2 separate regions of the Mus musculus genome follow, and region 2 is linked to region 1. The links are chromatin contacts, called in public Hi-C maps. All regions are on one chromosome and are shown on one strand. Each heading gives the region's core, a stretch centred on a gene start, on an enhancer-like site or on the middle of the called end of the contact. The rest is flanking DNA. Distances are from core to core; before and after follow the strand shown.

Region 1 (7,805 bases), core at 1,355-3,854:
CCCAGCAACACTGCTAGCAAGGACAGAGAAAAGAGCCTATCTCAGTCTGTCTGAGGGCTGCCCCAAGGTTCCTGTTCTTGTTTCACAGAGCCAGGCCGGGGTCCCAGTCTAGTCTTCTGTTTCCAGGTTCTTCCTTGTCACAGAAATTTCTTATTACCAGAGGTATAAGCTGTGAGTGTTGGGACGGCAATACCATACCTAAGTCCTACCCAAGGGAAAGGAGGCCCAGGGCTTAGTGTGATTGTTCCTGAGACTTCTGACAAGCAGGTGGCTGAACTAACTGTTCACTTCTACTGACAGGAGTCAGCCATTCTGCAGATAATCCAGGCTCCAGAGTACTACCAGTCTACTAATGGAGTTCTGGGGCCTTCACATGCTAGGCATAGAAACAAGAAATAGAAATAAATCAAGCTCAATTTCAGTTTCTGTCTCTCTCTCTCTCTTCCTCCCTCCCACCTCCCCTCGAATACTGCCTATTATCCTGCAATTTCATTATCTGAAAAGAACAGAATTAGGCTTCTACAAATTGTTACAGAAAGTGGATACAACCAGCAACCCCACCCTACAATTAGTTCTCCTAAGGAACAATCACTGGGGCACTGGGGCAGAACCAAGGCAGAGCATGGACCTGAGTCAGCCTCCTGCTTGCTTTTGGGTGCAAAAGATGCAAGGACAGAGCCTGCCTGTGGCTCTTGGGCACTGGGGCTGGGGGAAGGTGCTCTGCCCACACCAGTCAGACAGGCCTACAGGACCAGCAATGACTGGCTCCCTTCCAACAGCAGGTGGCAGCAGGAGGCCCCAGAAATCAGGACCCCCAGAATGCAGTTCTAAACAGCTGGAGGCTCCACAAGACAGCGCTGGACTGTTTCCAGCAGTTTTCATCCAGACTAGCACTTAATGTGCCATCACAGACATGCAGATATTTTCTCAAAAGGCACAAAGCTTCATTATTGGAGTAATAGTAGTATTTTAAAAAATAAACAAATTACAGGAAATTGGTTTGTGCTAAGATTTTCTATGGGTAAATTGTGTGTGTGTGTGTGTGTGTGTGTGTGTGTGTGTGTGTGTGTGTGTGTATCTGTGTGCTGGTGGGGGAGGAAGGCAAAGAGAGAGAATATGCACATGAGAACATTGTATGGGAGTGTAAATAGGAAATATGAGATTATTGAACTACTTTAAATGTATGACTGGAAACCAAGAGAAATCATAATGCCTGTAAATCCTAAATTCATAGTATAGGAGGTTCTTTTATATAAATATTTATAACATAATAAATTTGTTATTATTATAAATTTAGATTAAAAATACGTGTATACACACACACACACACATATACTCCAAAAAAGTTGTCATCTACACAGGGAAGGTTCAGGGTTCTCATAGTGTGATGACAAATTGTACATATGTGACGTGCCTCTGTATCATACAAGCTTCATGTGCTAACAGTGTGCTCTTCTTCATTTTGCTAGAAAAGAATAATGGTATTCAACTACACGTTATATATGCCAAGATTCACATTAGAAGGAAAGTTACTGCTAGGGTAGATTTGTGCTGTGAGATTAAGAATGCTCTCAGGTACACATGATACCTCACATATGCAAAAATATTTTATAGAAAAATGAAGGAATGAACACAGTCGTGGTTATTTGTATACTTATCGGACATTTGAAGCTAACTGTCATCTCTCTGGTACTAAAGTACTACAATGACTTCAGGTCAATTTACTCCAGCCTGAACCCAAGCCTTGCTGGGAGCTGGGGAACCACTGCAGGGAGTTCCTAGCTCCCTGGTCTAGAATTAACATGGGAGCCCAGCTCACTGGGCTCTAGGCACCTCAGGAAACCCCTCTAGCTAGAGAAAGGTCAGCCATCTTTGTGGGTAAGATCTGACTGAAGGGTGGTTTCAGACCACGAGAATGGAGAGCTGAAAGTTACTAATCTACATAACCAGAAATTGTGTTCTAGAGGAGACAAATGCTGCTCAGAGGAGCCTGACCTTCCAGGTCATTCAGTGGACAGTGACTGGAGCTCCCATTTTCTGATTTATGGGCCACAAAGTGTCTTGCCACTAACTGTGCTGACTGCTCGGAGCAAGTGAAGAGGCAACTTCCATATTAATCTGTGCTGTTTCAAAATCCTAAGGTAAATGATAAAAAGTAAAAATCATTTTCCTTTTAATTTTTCTAAACTCACAAAACACTCTTAAAACTGAAAAAAAAAAAAAAACTTTGTTCATTGCATTTGACTCCTGTTATTTATTGTCCTTAAGTCACTAATGGCTCAAAGTTCTCCACAAATAAGATCGATACATCACCCTCCCTGCACAGCAATCTTGGAGCCATCCCCTCGTCTCTTATTCAAGGCACCAGGAGCTATAGCTCAAGTGAAAAGCCACTGTGTGCCTGGTTCTGATGCTCTAAGGCCTCCACACAGAACAACAGAACTGGCATTGCAGCCTGAGCTTGGCTGGCTTAGGCTTCTGGCCTCATCTCAGGAGTTTTCTACAGAAAACCTGAATCACAGGAACACTGCTGTGACCATCTGTGGCAAGTGCCAAGGCCCTGGTGTGGACAGATCAGAAGGAACCCCATGGAGACTCACATCCTCACAGATGGATGATGGCACAACTATAGAGGAGGGATTGGCTCTAGCGTTCTACGGCACAGTGGGTATCTACAGAGGGTTACTACTATTCAGGATGTAATTTGCAGGACCTGGAAGGTCTGAAGGTTCCCAGCACATGAAATGTCAAACGTTTTGAAGATGTCTGGTGTTTTCTATGAGAATGGCGCTCAAAGGCTCACATATTTAAATACTTGGTCCTCAACTGGTGGTCTTTTGGAGGGTTAGGAGGTGTGGCCTTGTTAGAGGAGGTGTGTCACGGGAGCTGACTTTAGGTTTCAAAGCACCCCACTATCCCTAGTATGCTCTCTGCTTCCTGTTTGTGGGTAAAGATGAGAGCTCTCGGCTGCTGTTCTGCTACCATGGCGTCCCTGCACCATCACGGACCCTTACCCTCTTGTTTAACTGTAAACCCAGTTAAACAAATTTCTTTTATAAGTTGTCTTGGCCATAATGTTTTATCATAGCAATAGAAAACTCACTAATACAAGATAGAAATCACTTGAATTGACAATTACACAGCACGTATAGTTTATTATCTGTAATAGTCATAAATATGTACAAATACGTCAATTAGAAATTTAATTTTATGGAAAGATACCTTTTAGCATGAGCAAAAGCTCTGAACTTAGAGAGGCATGATACAATGGGATATGTCTACAACTCGGTCTAATGCTCCCTCGTCATGGTTGAGATGGGTGTGGTACCTAGGGACAAGTTTAACCAACCCTCTAAACTACAGTGGGATGGAGTGTGACTGGACTATGGGATAACTGTTTTGCTTGAAATCAGTTAATGCAACTTAGCTGTAGTGCAGTGGTAAGGGTTCCAGCCTGTACAATTTCATGAGTCTCCAGATTTTAGGACACACACACACACACACACACACACACACACACACACACACCTATCAACAGGGCTCCACACTGACCACTAGGATTATACTTCAAAATGCGGGGGCCGGGGGATCTTTTCCTGTGCTGAATCTCAGAAGTGGCTCTCCACTCTTTTCTGCTTACCCTTTCTGTGACCCTACCTCTCTTTCCACCCTCTACTGAAGACAGCATGAAGGCACAGGCTGCCTATAACCTGGAGAGTGCACCCAGGGCACAGTGGCCTGTGATGGAGGTTCCCAGAAAGGCCCTAGAGCAGTGCTTGGGCTCTGAGTCTCAACTCTCCCTAGTACCCACTGAATGCTTTTAAGTTCTCATCTGGGGCTCCACACATGCCTATCTCTTTCCCTTCTCTGCCCCACAGATACATCTCCGGTCTGTATATGTCCAAGAGAGAACGTGGCAGTATTTCACAGAAAAAGTGATCTGTCTTGAAACAGGCATACCTAGAAACTGGCAATCTTATATTTAGTAAAATCTAGGATTAGTGGCACCACCTCCCTCCCTGTACCTGGGTCTCTATGAGTACAAGAACTCCTGCATTAGCAGGATGGGTATTTCTCAGATGTCCAAGCATTCAAATATATGAACCTATGGAGGCCCAGGTTTCCTCATTGAGGTTGACCTCTGCTGCAGACTGCTCTCTATTTCCTTTTTTTTTTTTTTTTTTTTTGTTTTTTTTTTTGTTTTTCTCTTTATAGTCCTGACTGTCCTGGAACTCACTCTGTAGACCAGGCTGGCCTTGAACTCAGAGATCTGCCTGCCTCTGCCTCCCAAGTGCTGGGATTAAAGGCGTGCGCCATCGCCCCCTGGCTCTATTTCCTTTAAAACCCAAGGATAGGAAGCAATGTATACACGAAATTCACTAACGCCAATAGATGCAGCCAGCCACTTGGCAATAGAGCCTTGGATGAGGGGCACACTGATGTTCCCAAGGTCCCTTCTGCTTCTGGGAAATTTCCAGAAACATGTTACTGGAATAAAAATAGGGATAAAATTGTCTTAGTAAGTGTGAACACTGACTAACGAAGCTCTTATAAAAGAAAGCACTTAACTGAGGCTTGCTTACTGTTTCAGAGGTTTAGTCCATTTTCATCAAGGCAGGGAGCATGGTATCCTGCAGGCAGACATGGGACTGGAGAAATAGCTGAGAGTTCTACATCTGGATCCACAGGCAGCAGGAAGGGAAAGATACTGGGCCTGGCATGGGATTTTGAAACCCTAAAGCCAACCCCCAGTGACACACTTCCTCCAACAAGGCCACACCTACTCTAACAAGGCCAGAACTCCCTATCACTCTCAAGTAATACTTCTTCCTGATGTCCAGGCCTTCAAACACATGAGCCTACGGAGGCCATTCTTATTCGAACCACCACAGGAAAGTAACTCAGTGGTGGATACTTGCCTACCAAGACGGGCCTCAGTTCTATTCTCAGTACAGGAAAATAGAAGGTGTTGGGTAGGATTTTTGCTTTACTGGCACAATTTTCCTGGTCTCATTCAGTCTAAAAGCCGTGTGCTTCACTTTGTAGTAATCTCTGGTTAGGCTTTTCCCTGGAGCCTCATTTATGTGATGTTCGGGAGTTTAAAGTAGCACATTTGGACAAATGGAAGATTCTCATGAACTGCTAAATCTGTTGATTTTTCCAACAACACATTTTAAAAAGAGACAATTCTGACCCAACTTCTCACCCACAGGAAAGCAGGTCAAGTTCAATTTAGTGAGCATATTGAACCAGGCATTTGGGCCTCTGTATCAAAACAGACATATATATATATATATATATTTTTTTTTTTTTTTTCTACTTAAACCATCTTCTTTCATGCAAATTCCCTTGGAGGGCCTAGTGAGTGGCTACACAGCTCAGAAAAGTCGGGGACTTCTGTGATCCCAAATGCAAGGGCAAAACACCCCATTCCTCAGCCACTAAATTTTGTTCTGCCTCTTGTCCTAAGGTCACATAGAGAAAACAATTCAGAGTGTTGCAAAGATAACATCAAGGTGATACCAAGAGACATGACCACAGAGAATTTTTCAATCCCTGAGAAATAAGCTAAACCTGAAGAGGCAAGCTTCCTTGTGGGAAAGGGTGCTGGTAGCTGAGCCCTGCTGAATCAGCTTTGAGGGCACGGGAGAACAGGAAGGAGACCCAGCCAGGTACTAAACTCATTCCATCACTGGGATGCATACTTGTTTCCTTTTGTAAGAAGTGGGTAGAACTTTTGTCCCCAAAGATATCAGAGTCTTCCTCTTACTCAGAGACCACAGAGACTCTGACCCAAGTCAATAAATTTCGCCTTCCTTTATTTGACACTTCACATGTCTCTGTAAATATTGTTTAATTTAATACCCATATAAGCTTATAGGGTCCTGCTTTAACAGGTAAAATTGAGCTAAGAATCTAACTTGCTCTTATATCTATGAGAATGGTCCCTTCATCACTGAATTCCACACTCCTATTTCTCACTGTTCTCTTCTAAGACACATGTGTACGAGTACACATTCATACACACAAACTCATATACATACTCTTTCTTATACACACTTACACTTGCACACACAGACACACACACACACACACACACACACACACACACACACACTGTTCATCTGTGAAGAGGACTTGTGCAGGTGTGAAGTTCTGTCCATGTGAATCATTTTGAGTTACTAGTATTTCCAGTTTATGAATGTGTAAAATGTGTTTTTTTTAATTTTCATATCAATCTCCCACTAATATGTTCCTAAAGGGAATTATCTCTGCCTGCCTCTAAACTGCCTGAAAAAGACATAGCACAAAAGGCAAAAGCATTCCCAATCTCTGACTTGGCTTTCAAATGAGAGGACTGACATTCAAGGCTTATAGTCCTTTTGACAGGCTTACAGCAAGCGTTACCACTGGCCCCTAGTGGCCATTGTGACAAAGCCCCCTTCCCTACCTTGTCTAGTGTTGGTCTGGCATGTATGCAGCAGTTGAGACTATGGATGCCTTTCTTCTAATAACCACGCTAAGCTTAGGGCCCTTATATTTTCCCAGATATCAAATGGATAGGAAATCATACACTAAATAAACAAATTGAAAAGGTGGGGGGAGGGGAAAGGAGGGGAGGGAGAGGGGGAGGGGGAGGGAGAGATTGAGAGAAACTGGACTCTCACAGAGTGCTTAATTGCCCTGACTTTTCACCTGAAACTGTCCCTAAGAATTGAAAAGAAACTTAGCAATGTAAAGACCCTTTGCTTGCCACGTGCTGATTTGCATCTACTGACCTGGATAGCTTCCCTGCCTGCTGGCACTATTTTCATTTATTTGTTGAAGCTGTTGATCTCAAATTGGGTGACACATTTACCTGGAGAAGGAGCCCAAAGAAGGGGCATCTCAGTGTTTTGTCACCCAGTTGAGCTACAGATGCCTAGATGTGATCGTGTAAAAGGCGGAACACAAGGAGCAGCACAGCAGGACACAGCAGTAGTGGCCTGAATGCGCATGTCTCCCCTCCCACAGGCCCAGGGGTCTGTAGACTGTTGATGGCACTGTTGGGGTAGGTTTAGAAGATATGGCCTTGCTGGGGGAAGTATGTCATGGGGTGGAGATGGGTTAATGTTTCAATCCTGCTTGCAGTTTAAGATGTTAGCTCTTAGTTTACTGTTCCAGCTGCCATGTTTGCCTGCTGCTATTCTTCCCTACCTTGGTGGTAATGGGATCTTACCACTCTGGAGGCATCAGCACAAATGAACCCATTCTACTATAAATAGCCTGGGCCATGGTATTTTATCACAGCAACAGGAAAGTAATATAACATCCAAGGACACACTAGTGGTATTTACATTTAACTGTTGTGGATAGCCCTGGGGCTAATTATATTTGATGTTAAATCTGTTCTCCTTTGAGGGGTTATGAACAAGGAAAGAGTCAGCACTCCAGTGATTTCTGTAAACCTGCTTCCCACCTTAATTTGTAAAATAAAGGAGAGCTGATGATTGGGCAGATAAAAGGGAGGGTGGAGCAGAAGGTGAGAGAGAAGAAGGAGAAAATGGAAGAGGGAAGAGAATGCAGAGGAGGAGGAAGAAGAATAGCAGAGCAAAAGCACATGGCCTGGAGAAACCGCAAGTTCTAAGGGGTCTCATAGATGTGGAAGATGGTAGTATAGTGGGAGATCTGCCCAATCTAGACGCAAAGCATGGATTCATATTAACTGTGTTGTGTTTTCACTGCCGGGGCATATTTGGGAGAAGATTTATCGCAACAGGTAACCAACAGCCATTTAATTGGACTTAAGGCCCACTTTATAGGAG
Region 2 (7,805 bases), core at 1,597-4,096, 160 kb before region 1:
CTCAACTGTGACTCTGGGTACATCTCTGACTCTGGGTGAAGATATCGCTTGACAAGATGAGCATAGGAATCTGTAGGCTGGGAGAAGTCTTCCAAGGGTGGTTGGGCCGCATCCAATTGTCACCTGAGTGGAACAGAAATGCTTACCAGGGATATAGCTCTGCTGGCAGGGGAGAGCCTGCTGTCACCATTAATCCTCCTGTCCTACAGCCTCCTTACTGCAAATCATGGGCCCCTTCAGTTCCCACAACTGCATGTGCTAATACCTTGATTCCCTGTGATAGGTACATCACATTCCCTCCTCTCTCCTCCTTTCTCTACGTACATATATGTCAATGTACAGGAACTATGTAGACACAGACACACAAGCAGAGGCAGAGAGTTTGGAGTCAAACCAACACAAAGCTGATAAGTGTTTTATCAGTTCCTGGGGAGAGGTTAGCAGGCTAGGTAAAAGGCTCTACATAAGTTCTCAACCTGTGGGTTAGGACAGGGGTTGCACATCAAATATCTTTTTTCTACCCTCTGTGCTTTTTTCTTTTTTTTGATTTTTTTATTGGATATTTTCTTTATTTACATTTCAAATGTTATCCCCTTTCTCAGTTCCCCCCTCCCAGAAACATCCTATCACATCCTCCCTCCTCCTGCTTTTATGAGGCTGTTCCTCCACCCATCCACCCACTCCTGCCTCCCCATCCTTGATTCACCTACACTGGGGCATCTCGAGTCTTCATAGGACCAAGGACCTATCCTCCCATTGATGCATGACAAGGCCATCCTCTGCTACATATGCAGCTGGAGCCATGGGACTTTCCATGTGGACTCCTTGGTTGGTGGCTTAGTCTCTGGGAGCTCTAGGGTGTCTGGTTGGTTGATATTGTTGTTCCTCCTATGGGGTTGGGACCCACTTCAGTCCTTTCTCTAACTCCTCTATTGGGAACCCTGTGCTCAGTCCAATGAGCTGTGAGCATCCACCTCTGTATTTGTAAGGCTCTGGCAGGGACTCTCAGGAGACAGCTATATCAGGCTCCTGTCAGCATGCACTTCTTGGCATCCACAATAGTGTCTGGGTTTGGTAACTGTATATGGGCTGAATCCCCAGGTGGGACAGATTCTGGATAGCCTTTCCTTCAGTCTCTGCTCAACACTTTATCTCCATATTTGCTCCTGTGAGTATTTTGTTCTCCTTCTAAGAAGGACCAAAGCACCCACACTTTACTCTTTCTTCTTCTTGAGCTTCATGTGGTCTGTGAATTGTATCTTGGATATTCTGAATTTTGGGGTTAATATCCACTCATCAGTGAGTGCATACCATTTGTGTTTTGTGACTGGGTTACCTCACTCAGGCTAGGTAAAAGGCTCTAGATAAGTTCTCAATATGTGGGTTAGGACAGGGGTTGTACATCAAATATCTTTTTTTTTTAAAGTTGACTTTTTCTCTCATATATTACATCCTAACCACAGTTCTTCCTCCCTCCTCTCCTCTCAGTCCCTCCTTCCCAGTGCCTCTCCTTCCTCCCTCCTCTCCTCAGTCCCTCCTCCCCAGCACCTCTCCCCCAGATAAATTCCATCATTTCCCTTTAGAAAAGAGCAGACCTCCTAGGGATATCAACCAAAGATGCCATAACCAGGGGTGGTGGGGAAGGACTCCATTTTCTTTAAGAAGCTGGCCTCTAAGAGTTTGACAATGCTCCAGTGAGTATACAGGCAACATGATTGGACTAATTTTATTTTTTTTCCTTTCTTCCTTTTTTATTTTTGAGGGTCATCACAAGGGTGCGGCGGGGGGGGGGGAGAGGGTGGACATGGGAGGACTTCGAAGTGAGTGTGATCAGGGTGTGTTATGTGAAATTATCAAATAATCAATAAAGATATTATATTGGGGAAAAAGACTAGGCACATACCCTCATATCAAGGCTGGATGGGACAAATGAGTAGGGAGAAAAGGATCCCAGAAGCAGGCACAAGAGTCAGAGATACCTCTACTCCCACTGTTAGGAGTCTCACAAAAGTACCAGGCTGCACAACCATAGCATACATGCAGAGGACCCAAGGCAGCTCCATGCAGGCTCCCTGGCCTGTCAGGTACCTTGCTTATCAGATATTTATACTACAGTTCATAACAGTAGCACAATTTATAGTTATGAAGTAGCAATAAAATAATTTTATGGTTGGGGGTTACCATGACACGAGGAACTATATTAAAGGGTTACAGCATTAGGAAGGTTGAGAAGCGCTGGCCTAGATGATAGTTACCTCTGCTTGTTTGGACTGTGTTTAAGATAACTGGAGATTTAGGGTTGGAGGACTAGATCAGCCTCAAATTCTTTTGCCCACTATGTATAAGGCTTTTGATTCTAAGCACCACAAAAGGAATCAGAGATGTGAAATTTTGAGTTTGGAGATTGCAGGTTTCTGAGCTAACGCATTTCGTACTCCAACAAAGAAACAACCAAGCAAGGGGTTATAGAGTCAACCTTTGGATCAGTTAAACCACACAAGGCCAGCAGGACCAAAATGATAAGTCTCCCAGTTAGAGCTTTATAAAATACCTAATTTTATAAAGTCTCAGATGGGTTGAAAAAAATATTACTTGATTTCAAAGAGAAATGAGTGAGTTCCGGGAATGGCTCTCTCCTACTCCACCACACCCTTCTGCCGTTCACCCAGGTGTCCAGGCAACACTCTGCTACAACTGCTTCTGTGGAGGAGGGTGGGGGTGTGCGGGAATAGCATGCCGTGGAGTAGAAAGCTGTAATTAACCCGTGGTTCAATCTTCTTCTCACTGAGCTGAATCAACCTCCTTTTAGCCAGCCTGCAGCTACACACTGAGCTCAGCGACAGCAAGCAGCAGCAGTGTCGCTAACCCAACTGGCGTAATTAGGATACTTAATACTGCTCAGAGGAGTGTGTGTGTGTGTGTGTGTGTGTGTGTGTGCATGTGCGCGTGTGCGTGCGCATGCATGCGTTCGTGTGCTCATACACGTATGTATCTGTGTCTGTGTGTGCTTCCTGGCTGGTGAGATAGGCAGTTTTGCTCTATGACATGCTTGTGTGACCAGGTATTGCTCCACCACAGGCCCAGAACAAAGGTACCTAATAATGACTGCCCTGAACCTCCCCAATGGGCAGCCAAGAGAAACCTTTCCTCTTTCTAGATCACCTCCTATCTTTCTGGTAGTGATGGAGAGCTGACTAACACAACTGAGCCTCCTGGCTTTTAATTTTAAACTGGTGCTTCACAAGTAAGCCAAAGACCGATGCTTAAGAAGCTTAAGAGAATGAAGTCAGCTGTCAGCATGAATCTGGATCTACGTAACAGCGAAAGCGGGCTCTGCTGAAGCTGTCAGAGGCTTCGGAGGGAGGGGTGTCTGCCAAGGGCCCTCCTTGGGCAGTGCCTGTCCTTACTGTGTATCCAGTGCTGTCAGTCTGCATGGGATTTAAGAACCCATTCCTTTCAGCTAAGATTGTTTTAGTTAAAATTCCCCAGGCAGGCTTGGAAAACTACAGCAAGCGCGCAGCAAATCCCGGAGATCCGAGAAATAAATCACTTCGTGTGTCTTGGATGTTTGCCAAGCTAGCCCCCAGGAGGAGTCTTAACACGCCACTTAGAAGAAAAGCCTTACAGCTCTTTCTATCCAGGCTTTACCTGGAAGTCTCTCCTCCTACAGTGTCCATGTACCACAAGGGAGACAATGAAAGCTGCGATAGCTACTGGGGTCCAAGCCTCACACCTGGGCCTAAGATGCTCCTTGAAGAGGATTAGCCCACAAGGGATCCATAAGCCTAGTGCACACTTAGCAGCTGTCCGTGGGTGGTCAGTCCATCCACACAACAGAAAGGCTGACGGGCTCTAAGGATATTTTCTGCGTGTTCAGAATCAAAGACATCTTGCTGAGAGACTGAAGGCATACTCATATATCAAGTGGGACTTGGGGGGAGCTGTGACTGTTCCCACTTCCCAAGTGTCCAGGAGAGCTTGGAGCAGCAGGCTGCTGAGATAGAACTGTGCTGTATATGGAAAGGAGGCCTCACACTCCTCTCAAAAGACCACGTCCACCAAGGAGGCTGTGTCCACTGAAAAGGCTACATTCGCCAACTGTGTCTATCCAGGAGGCTCTGTCCATCAAGGAGGCTGTGGCCAGTACAGAGGCTGAACTTACCCGGAGACTGTCTACTGAGGAGACTATGTGTACCTAGGAGGTTATGTCCACCAAGTACGCTGCTCCTCTTCTTCTGGAGACCATTCATCAGGGAGTAAACGTCTACCCAGCAGACCTCAAGACTTTCCACGGGACCCTAACTCTTCTCTGGAGACCGTGTCTACCTAGAGGGTGGTGCCCACCAAGGAGTCTGTGCACCAAGGAGCAATGTTAATGAAGTCAGCAGAAATTCAGGGGTGCCTAGTCTATGGTACTACTAAGGCAACTGAATAGGTCCATAATAGGTGACTGCAGGCAAAGGGCCCTCCCGAATGAGGAAGGGAGTGCTGCAGCTATTTGGATGTTACATTTTCAGATACTGGCAAGGTTGACCATACCACGGGCCGGCACAGTTACGTCATCTGTCTACTTTGTAGTACACAGGGCAGGACTGTGAATACTAGATTTTATTTTGGTGACAGAACCCTGGACAGTTTTCATCTGTAGAATGTTCTGAAAATCCTTAACTTAATTTTTTTTTATGGCTTGATTCATTGCTGGTAGGATACTGAATGCCCAGTTGTGTACTCACAACTGTGAATGCTGGGCTTGCTTAGTCCACCACTAGCAGAGGTGAAACCTGGACAGTACCACCCCATCACACGTCCTTCATGGCTCTTCCTCATCAGACCTGTCATTTTCTCCTGCCTACCGTATTATATCACACGCTGAGCGGCTCACAGAAGCACGTGTTTATTTTCTCATGATTCTGAAAGCCAGATGTCCAGAGGCGTCAGTCAGTTTCCTTGTTCTAAGTCTCACAAGGCTGAGGTCAAGGTGTCAGCAGGACTGTGGTCCTCATCTGGATGCTGGTAAAAAAGGCCTGATCTCTGGGGCCTGATCCTACCCCAGGTGGCTGGAGTACTGAGTTTCTGTTTCTTTGCAAGATATTAGCTAAAGTTCAGCGCCTAGACGCCACTCGGGATCCATGGCTGGTGGTTCCTCCTCTACTGTCAATAGAGCAATGGAGGGTTGCTTCGCTGTCACACAGCACACCCTCTTACCTCTCCCCGTCCCCGTGTCTGCCATCTTCATCTGTTTCTAAGAACTCCTGGCATTACCTTGAGTCCATCAGATAAGGGTGCAAGTTGTATTAAAATCAAATTATCATCAGCCTAAATTCCATCCGCAGAGTCTTTTTGTAGCACTACAGTAGCCTCTCTTTATCAGAGGGAGATGTGTTCCCAACATTTGTGGGAGATGTCTGAAGCTGTGGGTGTTGCCAGACCCTCACAGACAGTATGACAAACCTCTACCTTCCTTATTAAGCCAAGAACCTTTACCTTTCCATTCATGGGATGCACTTCATGTCTCTCTGTTGTCTCCCAGATGCCACTATCTCTACTCTTATGTTATGGGGTCACTACCAGGTTATGTGAACACATACCATGATGTTGGAAGCAAAATGAATGATTCGTATCCTAGTTGGGATAAAACAGCATAGGGTAAAATTTTATGTTTTTCCCCCCTGGAATTTTCAATTTAATATCTTTGAACTGCCATTGGTTATGGAAAATAAGAATACAGACAAGAGAGAACCACTGAACCTATGCTAGCACATGGCTCAGTATTAGGGAACAGGAATCTTGGGAGGCCTCTTTAGACTTTTGCCTACCAGGTAGCCTTGTGCTAGAACAAACGGACCAGCTAAATGGATTAGTATTGCTTGCTGTCTTCACTCTGGCTCAGAATAAGGTGTCAGAGATTCATCCATGTTGTAGTAAATGCATCAACAATTCATTTATTTTCACTGCTGGTTAGTATTCCATTGTATGCATTTACTAAAGTGTGCTTATCCACTTCCATGCTGAAAGCTGCCATGTTGCTTTTTTTAGACAGGTAAGTCTCACCTTCTAGAGAGTTTCCAGTGTGAATACAATGTTAACTACAGTCAGTCAATCTTAAAACTATAGTAGTTCACTGGAGCTCCATTTGGGCAGCTCTCTCTTCTCCCAAGCTTTGGCCTGGGAGCTCAGCACACGGGACTCCCAGGATGCTCAGTGTTGTCTCCTCACACCACAAAGCCTGGCAGCATCTGAGTGGGCTGCTCATCCTGGCAGATGTCCTGCTGGCTTTGGCATTTTACTATGGGATCATTCCAAGACTATAATGGTTCCACTGGAATCCACAGCCCAGTTCTAACAAGAGCTGGCTCACGGTTTCTCCTGTTTCACTTCGGCTCTCCCACATCCATGCACCTCCCACTGCAGGCACCACATCATTTCATCCATCAGTACTTCAGCATGCACCTTTCTCTGTGCAGTAACAGAGTGAAGCATATTTACAAGCAAACCCCGAGCACTCCCCAAATCTTTAGCCATGCAGTAATGCTGTGTTCGATGCCCAGCTTGTTTTACAATTTCTCATTTTTCACTGTTTGTGAATAAGCCTTTAGACAATGGACCTACATTATCATCAGTTGCCAGATCTCTTGTCTTTGTGTGCATATGTATATGTGAGTGAGGACAGGCAGAGGTGAGAGGGAAGTCTTGGTCATCAGTCTACATTCTTTAGTATAAGACCTCTTTCTTGTTACTACTGTTTATGCCAGACTAGCTACTCCCTTCTTGAGCTTCCAGGAATTCTTTTGGCTCCACATTCCACCTTGCTGTAGGCGTGCTAGGCTTACAGATGTATACTACTGTGCCTGCCTTTAAGTGGGTTCTGGGATCCGAACTAAAATCTTCACACTTGTGAGGCAAGTTCTTCACCCAGTCATCTCTCCAGCCTTCTTAAGTCTTTTAAAAATCTATTGTGGGGTGAGAAAACTGTCTCATAGTCTGGCTCCTTGCTGGGTGTGTGAGTATGTGTCTCTCTGTGTCTATGTGTGTATATGTTGTGTGCATATGTGTATCTATGTATACACGTGTGCATGTGCATATATATATATATATATATACATATGTGTGTGTGTGTGTATGCATGTGTGTGTATGTGAGTTTATGTGTGTGTTTCTGTATGTGTCTTTGTGTAGGTATGTATGTGAGTATATGTGTGTGTTTCTACATGTGGCTCTGTGTGTCTGTGTCTATATGTGTGCATATATGTTGTGTGTGAGTGTGTACATCTATGCATGTGCATATATGCTTGTGCATGCACAGGTGTGTGCATGATACATGTGTATGTGTGTGTATGTGCATGTGTGAGTCAGAGGCTAACATTGGGTATTCTCAGGTGCTGTGCACCTACATTTTAAGGAAGAGAATCTCATTGACCTGAATCTCACTGGTTAGGGTAGGCTGGTTGGCCAGTAAGCTCCAGGTAGTTATCTGTCTCTGCCTACCTAGTTCAGAGATTACAAGCACACACCACCACCATATCTGGGTTTTACATGTGGGACATGAGGAAAAAACTCTCTGGCTGTGAGGGTAATACTTTATTGATCACCACCTTTCCAGCTGTGGTGCTTGGCTTCCCAGAGGGGAAACATTTAACCTCAAGCAGCCAAGTTGAGACAGACATTCTTAAGATGAGAAAGCAGGCCAGTGATGGTATTTAGGTTACAACTTCCACTAAAAGCAAAGAAATAAGGGAAATAAAAGCTACTTAATTGACCACAGCCACAAAAGGAAACTCACCACAAACGATGCAGATAGGTTTCAAG

What was found. A called contact is a pair of places that touch in the nucleus more often than the background predicts.
Region 2: a contact with region 1 is called in a Hi-C map of cerebellum, with 2.3 times the contacts expected there. The contact joins two enhancer-like sites. A contact is called at or near these places in 1 of 15 datasets of contacts at CTCF or cohesin (embryonic stem cells), 37 of 484 Hi-C or Micro-C datasets (the HPC-7 cell line, LSK cells, Sertoli cells and 12 more) and 1 of 115 datasets of contacts at active chromatin or transcription factors (astrocytes).

The regions. Positions count from the first base shown.
Region 1 is chr7:63,503,025-63,510,829 of GRCm38.p6, reverse strand. All of the region lies in intron 1 of Otud7a (OTU domain containing 7A), which reads right to left. Among named protein-coding and RNA genes, the nearest start is that of Otud7a, 62 kb to the right of the region's middle. Within about 2 kb of position 2,604, at least 7 of the 459 cell types and tissues checked have an H3K27ac peak or open chromatin away from gene starts, as enhancers often do. A contact at or near this core is called in cerebellum, where this site is marked.
Region 2 is chr7:63,664,167-63,671,971 of GRCm38.p6, reverse strand. The region is part of intron 4 of Otud7a (OTU domain containing 7A); the gene reads right to left. Among named protein-coding and RNA genes, the nearest start is that of Gm39023, 180 kb to the left of the region's middle. Within about 2 kb of position 2,846, at least 18 of the 459 cell types and tissues checked have an H3K27ac peak or open chromatin away from gene starts, as enhancers often do. A contact at or near this core is called in cerebellum, where this site is marked.